Regions from separate parts of the Mus musculus genome. Here region 1 is linked to region 2. A link is a contact called in public promoter capture Hi-C data. All regions are on one chromosome and are shown on one strand. The core of a region is the stretch at or near the end of the contact, and the rest is flanking DNA. Distances in the headings are between cores, read along the strand shown.

The links. Promoter capture Hi-C pulls out the DNA fragments that hold promoters and counts their contacts.
Region 1: a contact with region 2 is called in a promoter capture Hi-C map of pre-B cells, with 4 times the contacts expected there. The contact joins the enhancer-like site here to the promoter of Slc51a in region 2. A contact is called at or near these places in 7 of 39 promoter capture datasets (the C10 cell line, the HPC-7 cell line, HPC-7-derived erythroid cells and 5 more), 1 of 484 Hi-C or Micro-C datasets (embryonic stem cells), 1 of 115 datasets of contacts at active chromatin or transcription factors (embryonic stem cells) and 2 of 9 other capture datasets (liver and pancreatic islet).

Annotation. Positions count from the first base shown.
Region 1 is chr16:32,702,676-32,709,562 of GRCm38.p6, forward strand. It overlaps Gm34766 (a long non-coding RNA gene), which reads left to right. Exons shown (of 3, transcript XR_384827.2): 3 at 692-1,581. Among named protein-coding and RNA genes, the nearest start is that of Gm34766, 7.5 kb to the left of the region's middle. Within about 2 kb of position 4,651, at least 25 of the 459 cell types and tissues checked have an H3K27ac peak or open chromatin away from gene starts, as enhancers often do.
Region 2 is chr16:32,483,627-32,490,954 of GRCm38.p6, forward strand. Slc51a (solute carrier family 51, alpha subunit) reads right to left here and starts at 4,253. Exons shown (of 9, transcript NM_145932.3): 1 at 3,859-4,253; 2 at 2,509-2,603. The coding sequence starts at 3,896.

The DNA.
Region 1 (6,887 bases), core at 3,401-5,900, 220 kb after region 2:
CCAAGAGGACGGAGACTGGTACCAGTCATCACATTAATGTCTTATCTCTTTTTCTCTTTTTGAGTTTTTTTTTTTTTAAACCAAGGTAAGATTTTTTTTTTTTTAGTTACTCCTGATCAATTAGTGTAGAAATGACAGTTTTTCCCCCCAAAGCCAGACTTAGTTTCCTGTATTCATGAGGAGTAAATCTAAGCCTAATTTTGTATAACTAATTCTGCAGACGAACTGAGCTGTGGTTTTAATACCCCTAGGTTCTGATGTCTACCTTGGCTTGGATAGCATCAGAAGAGGCACATTTAGTCAAACCACTAATACATCTCAGGGGCTCGGTGATATTGCTGTTGACCAGAGGCATTAACCCATCAGGCAAAAGAATGGGCATTAGAACACAGGCAAGTGCCGGGCGTGGTGGCGCACGCCTTTAATCCCAGCACTTGGTAGGCAGAGGCAGGCAAGATTTCTGAGTTCGAGGCCAGCCTGGTCTACAGAGTGAGTTCCAGGACAGCCAGGGCTGCACAGAGAAACCCTGTCTCAAAAAACCAACCAAACAAACAAAACAAAATAAAACAAAACAAAGCAGGGGCAAGTGCCTAGGTTAAAGGTTTTGAATGTTAGACAAGGTTTGAGTTGGTCATTTTATTTATTTTATTTTATTTTATTTTATTTTATTTTATTTTATTTTTTACCACAGAGTCGCAGGATGCACAGGGTCAGGCTAGGCCCGACTGGAGAGTCGTTTGACTGGCACCAGTTCAACAGCTGGCAGTGGAAGCCAAACAGTTTCCAGGAAGGTTTTTGCTGTTGTTGCTGTTTGAGAAGTTCTTTTTTTCTATAGAGCTGTGGACATACACAGGACAGGAAAGTGAAAGCAAATATACCCTCCCCCTCTGCAAGAATGCTTCTGTTGAAGTAGCTACAACTTTGAAAAGCCTTTCCTCTGGTGACCTGGAAGCCCCTGGAAACCTTAGCTCGGAGTTCCTTGCTGTGCTTTGCCCTTACCCTACCCTAGGGGTCATGGCGACAGCTTTGACAACATAGGGCCAGTGATGAAGCCTGCTTGGAAGTGGAGCCAGTGCCTGGTATGTTGTGGTGTTATTACCTAACCAAGCGGAACATATACTCCACGTCTAGGATGCTGAAGGAGATAAGTGGGCCTCCTAGTGAATACGGCTGTTAAGAAATATCTTTGCTATGAGTTTGTGCCTCCCAGTAATATTAGAAACTATACCCGTAAGTCTTACCAGCATGACTGCTCAACGTGAGCAGAGCCAGGAGGACAGCAACAAACACACCAGACTGCGCAGGGAAAAGCCCAGAAGGCCTCAGCCCTACAAAGAGAGCTACAGACAACCGAGTCAAGCTGGAAGCAAAAGAGGTGGCCCCAGGAAGAGCGTGACAATTGAGTGTCCAGTGCCAAATGGTCAGCCCTGAAGCATACATACAAGTAGTATATAGTCTCACAGGTTATATTTGTAAACACACACACACACACACACACACACACACACACAAGAGCACACACACAGAGTAATAAAAACTTATCCTTTTTTTTTTTAAGAATGTTTTTAGTTGGTTGTAGTGGCACATACTTTAATCTCAACACTTCAAAGGGTGAGGCAGGAGGATTGTTGCAAGTTCAAGGGCAGCTTAGAATATATAACAAAACCCTGTCTCAAACAAACAAAACAAAAAATCCAAACCAAACCAACCAACCTACCAAAAACCAAAAAAATACCCAAACCAAAACCAAACAAAAACCCCCAACCAACCAACCAAACAAAAACCAAAGACAGGATTGGAGAGGTGGTTAAGTGTCCTGGCTTCTCTTACAGGGAACCCAGGTTTAGTTCCCAGTTGCTTACAACATATGTTAGCTTCAGGCGATTTGACGTCCACAAAACCAAACCACAGCATATTAAAACTTTTTTTTGGAGAATACAGTCCACAGCTTCCATGAAAACTCCAGAGAAAACGATCTGATTTCATTTTCTTTGATGATTATAGAGTCCCCCCCCCCGCCCCCATTTCACATCTCCATTTGGAATTCCCCTGTTGGGGTGCAGCTCAGTGGTGGAGTGTGTCCTTAGCACGCCTGAGCCCTGGGTTCACTACCCAGGACCACAGAAGAAAGAAAAACAATTCATTTCCTTTATCAACCGGGGTGAAAGGTTTATGCGACCATTGAGTTAATCCCTTACCATGCATTTGAAAGTACCAGCGCAAATATTTGATCTCTTCTTCTCCTGCCTCTGATTTTTTTTTCAGTTGAGTGGGTAAGAAATCCAGTGGAGGTCATTTCCTCCCATGAGCCTTACCCTCAATCATCTTAAAAGAATGGATATTGATGTTTCGTCTTACAGTTAATCAGGCAGTGTATTGATAACCACCTGGCAGGCCAGGCACAGGCACTCTTCAGGGCCAGTGTCCTTTGTGTCCAGTATTGCAGATCCCCAGTTAGGGTGGGTTTGGACTTTCTTTTTGCTTTGAGACAGGCTCTCACTATGTAGCCCCAGCTGGCCTGGAACTTTCTCTACAGTCCTGGCTATGAGACCTGCTGTCCACTGCCTCCCCAGTGCTGAGATTCAAGGTATGCATCCTGACACTACACTTCTTTCCTGGTTGTTTTTCTGTTGTGGTGGCGGTTTTGAGAAAGGGTTCATTGTAGTCCAGCTGGCCTTCAACAAGGTATGCAGCGGAAGGTGACTTGATTCTCCAGTCTCCTCCTCTGCCCCCAACCCCGCCCACACCCTCAGTGCCAATGTTTGCCATCAGGCTGAGACAAGGTTGTTTGTTTGTTTGTTTTTTAAATCTGGTAAAGACTAATATTTTATAAAACTTACATCTTCAGAAGGCAAATTTCTCATGGTGGCAAAAAAGGTATCATGATTGCAGGAAAGATGCGAAGAAAGGAGAGTTAAACAGGTATAGCACATGGATTTTTTCCTTTTCTTTCTTTCTTTTTCTTTTCTTCTTTTCTTCTTGGTGGGGGGCGGGATGGTGAACTTAAACTTATTCTCTCATTAAAATATTATCAGGCTTGACCCTGCTTAGCTTCTGAGATCAAACAAGGTTTGGCCAGGCTATTGCAGCTCATAACTACCTACAGCTCCCGCTCCAGGGGAATCTGATGCCCTCTGCTGGCTTCTGTGGGCATTGCATGCATATGGCGCACATACACACAGACTCACACACATAGACACACACACACACACACACACACACACACACACACACACACACACACACACTAATAAATAATAATCCCTACCAATCTTACAGAACACCCAGCTGCAGAAGATACTGCAGCCTTCAACCTTCCAGTTAATCTTCACAACTATCCTGTGCTGTGTTTTATGTATGGGAAGCGGGACACAGAGACAGTAAAACCCGAGTGTAGGGTGCATTGTGCTCCCCATAGAGAGTTCTAGATGTGACTGTGTGGAGCCATCATTCCTCTGGATCTCAGCTTTACCATTTCAGTAACGAGGGCCCTGAATAATGACTTTTTTTCTTTTCTTTGAGACATAGTTTCTCTCTGTAGCCCTGGCTATTCTGAAACTAGCTCTGTAAACCAGGCTGGCCTCAGACTCACAGAGATCCACCTGTTTCTGCCTCCCAAGTGCTGGGATTAAAGGCATGCACCACTGGTGACATAAAGATGTTCCCTATGCTAGCTACAGAGGGAACAACAAGGTGCTTCCGAGGAAAAGCTACCTATGAGCAGAAGATGGTGGGCAGGCCCGAGCATGCGTGGGGGACAGACACAGACAGGCAGCAAACATCACTTGGAGCCATCATTTCCTGGAGGTCTAGAGAAAAGGCTGATTAGGTCCCATCGCAACACAACAGATGCTGGTGCTCTGGCGGTCAGGACAATGCTCTTGTGCCATCTCAGGGCCAGCATCCTGCCACAGAGCTTCTTAGGTTCCAGGCTACACAGGTCCCTCTGCTCGGTCTGAAGCCCCTGTGTCAAGCTAAATATGAGACCTGTCCTTTGTCTTCTGGACGTCCGTCTCCACGCCCCCCTCCACAGGACACTCAGCCTTGATGGGACATCGACAACAGGCTCCTGGGCACAGCCACGCTGCCCAGCAAACAGCTGCTTGCCACAGAGTAGCATTGCCACCTGCTTCTGGCTCCTTCTACCCATTCGTACTTACAGCCAGACGAGGTTCCCCTTCCTGTTGCTGAGACTGAAAATAATAAGGATGGGTTGTGCTGATCTGAACCTCACTGAACAACCCCAGTGTACACCTGCTTGAGACTGTAAGGACAGGTACAGGAAACAGTACACTTTGTGGCTTAATGTGAAATTGACATATATAACAGTTGGTTTGTTTTTACCTGTTAGATCGGCCTCATCATCCCTTGCAAGCCCCACCCCCCCCTTTCCCGATTGCCTCGATATTTTATGTTCTACTTGCGGCATAGCTGGACAAGGTTGGCTCTCCGCACACCTCAACCCAAAACTTGGCTGCGGCTCACACCTGCACATCTAAATCCCTCTTTCCTGAGCAGCTCAGGGCTCTATAGTTGGGTTTATTTCTGTAATCCCTTCAGCCTGTTTCAAGAGCGTCCCTCCCTGCTCTGGTGCTGGAGCAGAGGCTGCCTGAAGCACAGGAAGGCTTGTGGCTGACAGCAGGGTGCGGCAGCCCTGTCCCAGTTTAGATGATGCTGATAGTAAGCTTGAAGAGCTTGCCTTTGGTGGTGGCCACGGAAGGAGGGAATTGGAACCGACAGGATGGGCCAGCGGGAGGAAGCAGTGGACACCGGGACCCCAGTCTGCACTCCTCAGAGATCTGGGACCAGTGCTGGCCACCCAGCCTTCCTCTTGCGTAGAGCTGAGGAGGTCAGCACTTCTGCAGTGTTTCTCTAGCCTTCCGTTTCCTCCCTCGTTGGAAATGAAAACACGTGTTGTGGACTCCCAGGCAGAGGCAAGCAATAGCTCTCCCTCTGCCAGCTCACCTGAGTGTGAGGTTCTTTAGGGAAAGTAGCTCACGTTAAGAGTCCTCTGCTCTGCGAAGCGTACCTTACTCTGTCCTCTAGGCTTGTTAAACTACCTAACTTATCTGTAGATAGCCAGACGTTGTAAAGAGGGAGTCCTTACCACTCTCAGGGGCGCTAATCCTCCCAGGAGGGGCAGCTCCAGCAGAGATTCAGAGAGCCCCACAGAGAGAAGAAGCAACAAGCCTTTGGCTGTTTAGGAATTCTGTGTTATACTGTGGGTTAACACGCTGGCCCAGAGTGGACCTCACAAGCAGAAATTATTGGCCCAGAGAGATAAGACCTGCTCCTGGGCAGGGTGCAGACCCCACCTGGAAGTCCTTATCTCCCACAGAGCCCTTTTGGACTCTATAGAGTTTATGCAGCATGAAATCTTCATTAATATTCACTTAAACATTGCTCTGGGTTAAAGAGGTCATCATAGGGCAGCCATGTTAGCAACGGCGAAAAGCCAGAGGCACAGGAGGAAGGAGAGACCAGAGAGCGGCATGGCCCAGAAGGGGGTGGGGGTGGGGGTGGAGGTGGTGGTGGCGCTGATCACAGAGACCAGCAGTCACACAGGCAGGTGGAGCAGGCACCAGACAGGAGGGTGGCAGGACCTGGTGGGTGAGCAGCTGGTGGTGGGATGAAGCCATCTGATAGGTGCTACATAGTCTGGAGGAGAGGCAGGTCCTTGCCCGAAAGGGCTGGGTAGGGAGTGTGGGTGGGGAAAGAGTAGAGCAGAGGCGGTCCTTGGGGGAGGCTCCCACGCTGAAGACCCGTGTGCTCCCACATAAGACCGCTGTGCTCCATTTTTTCCATACGGATGTCCCTTCAGCCATTGTCCTAATCCTGTTTCTTTGGCCCCTCCTGGTTGTGTGAAGCACAATCCCCCGTGGGACCCTTCCACAGGGTAGCCCTCCCCACCTCTGGCAGCTCATCCCATGTCTTCCGTATAGCCAGGAGAACAGAGCATCTACGCTCCTCCCAGCAGACAGGAGCCTGGACAAGCTCATCACCCCTCAGCCAGCGTCCCAGCCTGCCATAAACCCATCACGGTTCACTTCCCACCCACTTCTCAGAGCAACCTAGGTGGAAACTTAACTTGAGACACCTCCTTACTTCCTTGTTCCTTTTGGCACCTGGACTGTCTCAGTCCCAGCCCCAAATCCCCACTGCGCCGGGGAGGGGGGGGCCCTCCGGGATTAGACCCACCCAATGTGCCCCAAAGCTTGACAGCTGAGCAGGAAGAGATCCACCAGACCAGTAAACCTGGAGTGGGAAGCAGCTGTCTTCCCCCCCTGCCCCCCCCAAGTCACACAGCAGGAAGTCTTTTTGACTATGGAGACCTCTCTGACCCCTGAACCAAAGTAGCACCCACATATAGAGCTCCTAAGATCAAAAGCCAGACTGCCTCTCTGTCTCAGGAGCTCTGCAGCACAAGGCCCACCAGGGTCCTAGGGCACCTTCAGTCAGACTGACTCTACGCCTTTCTAGGCCCCATTCTGATCTCATGGAGGCAGAGGGTGACTGGTTAACCTCACGGAGCCCCAATGTGTGTTCAGGAGCCTAGAGGGACCAGCTCCAGGAACTCCTTCTTCCTCAGAGTGGTTATGTGGAACTCAGGGAGGCGCTGAAGCAAAGCAGTGACGGAATGACTTGGAACGGGGCGCTAACCCTGTGGGGCTTGGCGTATTTGCTTTGCCAACATCTTATTGTTGTTAGTATACAGGCCATTCCACTGGCCTGTTCTCAGGGACCTAGTTACTTAAGTCATCGCCTGCCACTGCCAGGAGTGCCAGGTGTGTGCTGTGGATAAAAGGGCCCCCAGTCACCCCAGGTCTCTCCCCCTCTCCTCTTCCTCTCCCAGTTGTGCCTTTCTTAGGGGTACATTTTAGTATGGG
Region 2 (7,328 bases), core at 3,003-5,502:
TTACATACATGTGATTGTGGCTGCACATGCCAAGGTATGAATGTAAAGCTGAGGAGACACCTTTCATGAATCAGTTCTCTCCCTGGTTCGAGGCAGAGTCTCTCCTGTCACTGCTGTGGCACCACTGGCTCCAGGTGAGCTGGTGGGTGAACTGCCAAGTCCGTGTCCTGCCTTCCCTCCCATCTACAGCAGAAGTGTGCTATGACTCCAGACGCATGCCACCTCATCAGCCTTTTTATGTTTGTAACACAGGTCCTGGGAATCAAACTCAGGTCTTCAGGCTTGGGCCACAAGCACTGCTGAGCCATCTCATGGCCCTTTCTTAAATAGGAAATTATTTGCTGTTTCTAATCATACAGACAATTTCTATTTTTTTCTATATAAAAAAAGTTTGCATTTTATATCACCTTAATCTGACCGAGTTAAAGCTAATTTCCCATGAAGGTATTTCCTTGGGGGTAGCTGCTGTCTGGTACCTCTTCCTGGGAGCCCACACCACAGAAGCCTTCTGTGTGGACCCCCACGGAGGTCTGGCTGCCTGCAGACCTGCAGAGACCCTATCTCAAAGACAACCAAAATAAATGAATGAGTGAGAGAAGGAGGAGGGGGGAGGGGAGGCGGGGAGGAGAAAGAGGAGGAGGAGGAGGAGCAGCTGGAAGGAGTCTCCTTCTTCCTCTCTGAGTCCCTTTCCTGTAATTGCCACTGCTCAGAATCATACTCTCCTGTCTAAATATTCACCAGGGCTCCTGCTCCTTGGGTTGTCTGTATTTTCCATGTCTTTCTTTCCTGCTGCCCTGGCTTAGCCTCTGCTCTCTCCAGCTAAATAGGGTCAACAACCGCACTGTCTTCTCCCTGCTTCTCTGAGGCTCCCCCCTGCCCCTGTCATTCTGATTACTGATTAATGGTCCTTGAACACTCCATCCAGCCCTTCCCAGTCTTACAGCTCCAACTAGTGCCTCGGTCTTGAGGATAAAGTACAACCCTCGGTCTTGACCCCATTCAGGCCCCACCTCACCCGCCCAGCCCTCAATTACCTCAAGCTCCTCCACAAATAACCTTTGACCTTGCAAGATTTAGCTTCCCCAGTGTAGGGACCCCACTGGTTCATTCCATCTCCACTCCCACCCCAGGAATGCCCATCACTCTGCACCGCTCAGATCTCTCCTGCTCCAGCCTCACCAGACAGCTTGCTTGACCTTAACTATGAGACCTGGGGAGTTAACCTGCTTCCGAATCCTCTCGGGTTCTACCTGCACATGTAGTGGCAAGGTGACATGAGAATCAACATTGTGTGACACAGGCTTCAGAGCCTGAGTCCCGCTGACACTTTTGAGTTTATTCTGAGCTGTAGAATGCTGTGCTGTGACCTGCAAGTGGTTTAGTGGCCTCCTTGGCCCCTACATATTAGATGTTAAGGACAGCCAACTGCTGGGCAGTGGTGGCGCACTCCTTTAATCCCAGCACTTGGGAGACAGAGGGAGGTGGATTTCTGAGTTTGAGGCCAGCCTGGTCTACAGAGTGAATTCCAGGACAGCCAGGGCTACACAGAGGAAACCCTGTCTCGAAAAAAGAAAACAAAAACAAACAAACAAACAAACAAACAAAGGCAACCTCCAGTGTGGCCACTCAAACTGTCTGCAGACATGCCAGATACCTCCTGGGCTGTGAACTGCTGGTGTAAGATGTTTGTCCTGCTACCTCTACTCTCTAAATAGGCGGAGCTTTGGAGCTAGATGTAGCAGCCACTTGCTGGCACGTGCTACAGAGTGCCACAAGGTATCTCTGGACATCAGCAGCTGATAGCAGTCTGGCTCAGAACATCTGAAACAGAGCTATCCTTAGCTCAAGAACCTGGCCACATCTGTTTCCCACTGCACATGACCACACCCCCTTGCTTAGAAGGAATCTACTCTGGAAGGAGTCACCAAGAGGCTCACATCTCAGAAATAGTTAATCATGGTGTAGGAGACAAAATAAAACTGGCCTGAGCATTTTCCCTCCTAGAAGCACACACGGTCACTTTGCTCTCAATAGTTTGGGGGCCCAACGAATGAACTCAGTTCCACTTTCAAAAGCATTTCCGTACTGGGAAGACAAGGTTTCAGGTTTATCCAGATCAAGCCCACACCTCCCAACAGCCTCTGCCGTGCTGTGAGCTCTCTTAGGGACCATGTGCACCCTCCAAGGGAACTACTGCAGGGCTTGGGTTATTTGGTACCATCTTGAAAGCTGAGAACACAAAAAAAATGTCCCAGATCTCAGGGTTGCAAGTTTGAATGTGTCTTGAGACGGGTGAGTGGAGGCTCACTCTCAGGTTTGTCTCCTGGGCTAGATTCTCATACCTCACTGTGGCCCATTGATGCCTTGGGAGAGTTGCCCTTCTCCAAGACCTTGGCCATTTTGAACACCAGGCCAGCCATCCTCTCTGTTGACCAGATGGGAGCCAGCTTTTCTTAGCTACCGCAGCTGTCCTAGCTCCCAGCTCCTCCAGGGGCCCCCCTGACTCACCTCTCAGGAGCTGGGCTGCGGTGGGAGGGTGAGAGAAGCAGGCAGGGGAGATGCTGTAATTGGTCTCCAGAAGTTCCAGAAGCTCTGCTGTGTACCTGGAGAGACACGGGTCTGCTCAGAAGCAGGCAGCGGGGGAAGGGCTGTGGCAGACTACACAGTAAGCGCTTAGTCCATCTCAGAGACTCCTGAATGCAAGGAGATAGTCCACTGTTTCTCAAGGCCCTGGAGAACTGGCTTAGGCTGGAGTATAAAACAGTTAGCCAGGGGCAGTTCCATCAGGACAGTAGCTCAGTTGGCCAGGGAGGACGAGCAAGGGAAAGAGAAGACTCTTAACAGGCACGGTAACGCAGGCTTGTAAGCCCAGCACTGGAGAGGGAGGCTGAGGCAGGAGGATCTTAATGCAAGGCCAGCTTTAACTGTACAATGACATGGTAAGACTGTCAGAAAAAAGAAAAAAAGAAAGAAAGGAAAAAGAAAAAGTAAACTGGACTGTGGTAACAAACAGCTTTGGCTCCGGCACTCGGGAGGCAGAGGCAGATGGATCTCTGAATCTGAGGCCAGCCTGATCTACAGAGTAAGTTTCAGGATAGTCCAGGTTACATCAAAAAAGAAAGGAAGAAAGGAGGAAGGAAGGAAGGAAGGAAGGAAGGAAGGAAGGGAGGGAGGGAGGGAGGGAGAAAGGGAGAAAGGGAGAAAGGGAGAAAGGGAGAAAGGGAGAAAGGGAGAAAGGGAGAAAGAAAGGGATGGAGGGAGGGAAAGAGGAAGGAAGGGAGGGAGGGAGGGAGGGAGGAAGGAAGGAAGGAAGGAAGGGAGGAAGGGAGGGAGGGAGGGAGAAAGGGAGAAAGGGAGAAAGGGAGAAAGGGAGAAAGGGAGAAAGGGAGAAAGGGAGAAAGGGAGAAAGAAAGGGATGGAGGGAGGGAAAGAGGAAGGAAGGGAGGGAGGAAGGAAGGAAGGAAGGAAGGAAGGAAGGAAGGAAGGAATGAAGGAAGGAAGGAAGAGAAAACAAGAAAAGAAAAGGTAATCCCGTAGTATCAAGATGAGCCTGCCCTCTGTTTGTCGGGGCTTCTGTGCTGTCAAGGATCGCCTCCTGCAACCCTAACCTCTGTAATCTTTCCCTGCCCATGTTCAGAGGCAGTTGACAGCCCTGAAGTGGCCACACATGACCCAACCCCACAGCTTCCCTGAGGCCCAAGGGGGACTGTCAGGCAGATTTCATTCTTATCTTGTTTGGCGTGCTCGAAGTCAAAGGCCCAGTGAGCGAGTCAGGGAGGCCAGAGCCTAGGGGCTGCTGCTGCTGCTGCTGTTTCTTAGCAGCTGGCTCCCAGCCCAAGACCTGCCACCCTTACTTACCTGGGGTCAAGTTTGATATGAGTCCTGCCTGGCTCCATCCTTCTTTTCTCTCAGGCAGACGCTGAGGACGAGGAGGGTCAGGCAGGGACAGCCACTGAGGGGTGGCGAGGTTTCTGTCCCGTATTGAGGCTCTCAGAGCCTTGTTCAGAGCTGGGTGAAGGCTAAACAGTAAGCGGAGCCTCCACGCCTGTTTCATTACCTCCTCAAGCCTCCAGTGTCAAGCTTTTTATCTCAGAGTTCACCCCTGAGGAATTTGATCCTCTGTGCTGTGCCCAGGCTCCTGACTCCTCCCCACAGCTTAGGCGCGGTCCCTTCCACCTCTTTCAGACAAATGCGGTTGATCACAACCTTGTAGCTGAACTACCCAACCCTTCCTTCCAACTTCATGTTCCCTTAAGGAACCCTCTAAGGCTCAACTCACTGGACCCAAGAAAAAAATTCCCTGATAGGTCAAGAAGAGAAGGACAAAGTCCTCACGTGGTCAGTACTCTGGGTGATCCTACAGGGGAAGCATAGACTCCATTGGCCTTGGGGAGACTCAGGGATGAGGTCTTACTGTGTCACGTGGCTTAGCACGTGGTGGGGGTGGCTGGCTGAAAAGGCCAAGGAGGCCTGTGTGCCTCTGTTGCTGCTGTTTCCAGACAGTCTTTCTATGCACTAGCCCTAACTGGCCTAGAACTCATTATGTAGACCACGCAGGCCTTGAACTCACAGAAACCTGCCTGCTCTGCCTCCTGTATGCTGAAATTAAAGGTATGTGCCACCATGCCTGGCTTCTAGGGGTTGCTTCTTAAAAGTCAGTCCATCTTGTGTTGAGAAGGGACTTAGCTACATAGCTGGACCTGAAGACCAAGCCAAGTCGGGGCTGTGTAGCATCTAAGTGTCAGAGCTGTGTGGTCAGATTTCTGATCACTTTGACAGGGCTTTATTTATTTATTTATTTATTTATTTATTTATTTATTTATTTATGGTTCTTCAAGACAGGGTTTCTCTGTATAGCCCTGGCTGTCCTGGAACTCACTCTGTAGACCAGGCTGGCCTCAAACTCAGAAATCCGTCTGCCTCTGCCTCCCAAGTGCTGGGATTAAAGGTGTGTGCCACCACTGCCCAGCAACAGGGCTTCATTTAAAAAGCCAAATTGGGAATGGGGAGATGGCTTGGCCAGTAAGCACTCACCCTCCAAAGAAAAAGATCTGGCTTTGATCCCTAGCACCCATATAAAAATGCTGGGTTTGGGAGGGTAAGTTTGAAATCCCACACCTGGGGCGGTGGGAATGGAAAGGTTCCTGGGCCTCTCTGGCCTTCCAGGCTAGCCTCACTGATGAGCTCCTGGTTCAGTGAGAGACCCCACGGTGTGAATGAGCAGAGATGAATGCACCAGGGTAAAGGGGGCTTGACTGTGGAGGTTCAGTGGGAGATTTGAGGGAGTGAGACCCGGGCCTTGGGAGCACTGAGTCCTTAGACAGTTCACCATGTCTCTTGAGTCCTGAAGTTTACCCTGCATACAAAGCACAGTTCTTGGGACAAGGCAATAAAATGCCAGGAGTGCAGGTCTCAGGGGCCCAGCTACCTCATTCCTGAGGTGGAGGGAAGGGCAGGAGAGGAAGCTAAGGATGCTGCTGAAGGTCAGTGACCTCAGCCACACCTCAGAGGCACAAGCTGACTCAAGCCACTTCCACTGGAACGTACCTCAGGTCATTCATCTGAGGCCGCTGAGAAGCCTTGAGCTGACGCCACTCACAGCCCTGGACTTTAGACTTTCCTGGAGGAGATAATTCTCAAAACTGGAGGGCAAGAGGGAGCTGGGAGGGGCTTGAGGCAAGGCCAGAGACCCCAAGGGAGATGGTACAGATGGATGGAGGCAGCCTAGAGGATGCTCCTGTCCTGCCCAATGTCTCTCTAAGTAGCTGTTTCTTTACGGTGTCTCCATCAGGTCAGGCCAGAGTCCTAGCCCTGCTCATCAAGGCTCCACATCTAGAAGGGCCCAGCCGGGCCAGGCAAATTCTTCTCCTGGACACCCTGGACTGCTAGCTGCCAGCCATATGTTTAGAACTAATAAGAACCAATCAACCTTCATTTATTTTTTGTAATAATTTAAATTAGCATATGTTCATTGTTTGAAAATAATGGCTTTGTTGTGTTATTTCATTTTTAGTTGGAGGCCAGCCTAAGCTACAGAATAAAATCCTATCTTTACATTGGTAAACAAACAAAATGGTAAAAAACAAAACAAACAAAGAAACCAACCCTACACATGGAACTATCTCATGTGGTATTTCTTTTTTATGGTGGCCTGCTTAGCACTTACCTAGCAGAACACTATCACATTAGTTAAGGCCTATTGGTAGTGTAATGTAGTCAAGGTCTATTGGTAGTGTAATGTAGTCAAGGTCTATTGGTAGTGTAATGTAGTCAAGGTCTATTGGTAGTGTAATGTAGTCAAGGTCTATTGGTAGTGTAATGTAGTCAAGGTCTATTGGTAGTGTAGTGTAGTCAAGGTCTATTGGTAGTGTAGTGTAGTCAAGGTCTATTGGTAGTGTAGTGTAGTCAAGGTCTATTGGTAGTGTAGTGTAGTCAAGGTCTATTGGTAGTGTAGTGTAGTCAAGGTCTATTGGTAGTGTAGTGTAGTCAAGGTCTATTGGTAGTGTAATGTAGTCAAGGTCTATTGGTAGTGTAGTGTAGTCAAGGTCTATTGGTAGTGTAGTGTAGTCAAGGTCTATTGGTAGTGTAGTGTAGTCAAGGTCTATTGGTAGTGTAGTGTAGTCAAGGTCTATTGGTAGTGTAGTGTAGTCAAGGTCTATTGGTAGTGTAGTGTAGTCAAGGTCTATTGGTAGTGTAGTGTAGTCAAGGTCTATTGGTAGTGTAGTGTAGTCAAGGTCTATTGGTAGTGTAGTGTAGTCAAGGTCTATTGGTAGTGTAGTGTAGTCAAGGTCTATTGGTAGTGTAGTGTAGTCAAGGTCTATTGGTAGTGTAGTGTAGTCAAGGTCTATTGGTAGTGTAGTGTAGTCAAGGTCTATTGGTAGTGTAGTGTAGTCAAGGTCTATTGGTAGTGTAGTGTAGTCAAGGTCTATTGGTAGTGTAGTGTAGTCAAGGTCTATTGGTAGTGTAGTGTAGTCAAGGTCTATTGGTAGTGTAGTGTAGTCAAGGTCTATTGGTAGTGTAGTGTAGTCAAGGTCTATTGGTAGTGTAGTGTAGTCAAGGTCTATTGGTAGTGTAATGTAGTCAAGGTCTATTGGTAGTGTAATGTAGTCAAGGTCTATTGGTAGTGTAATGTAGTCAAGGTCTATTGGTAGTGTAATGTAGTCAAGGTCTATTGGTAGTGTAGTGTAGTCAAGGTCTATTGGTAGTGTAGTGTAGTCAAGGTCTATTGGTAGTGTAGTGTAGTCAAGGTCTATTGGTAGTGTAAAGTAGTCAAGGTCTACAGGTATTGTAATGTAGTCAAGGTCTATTGATAGTGTAGTGTAGTCAAG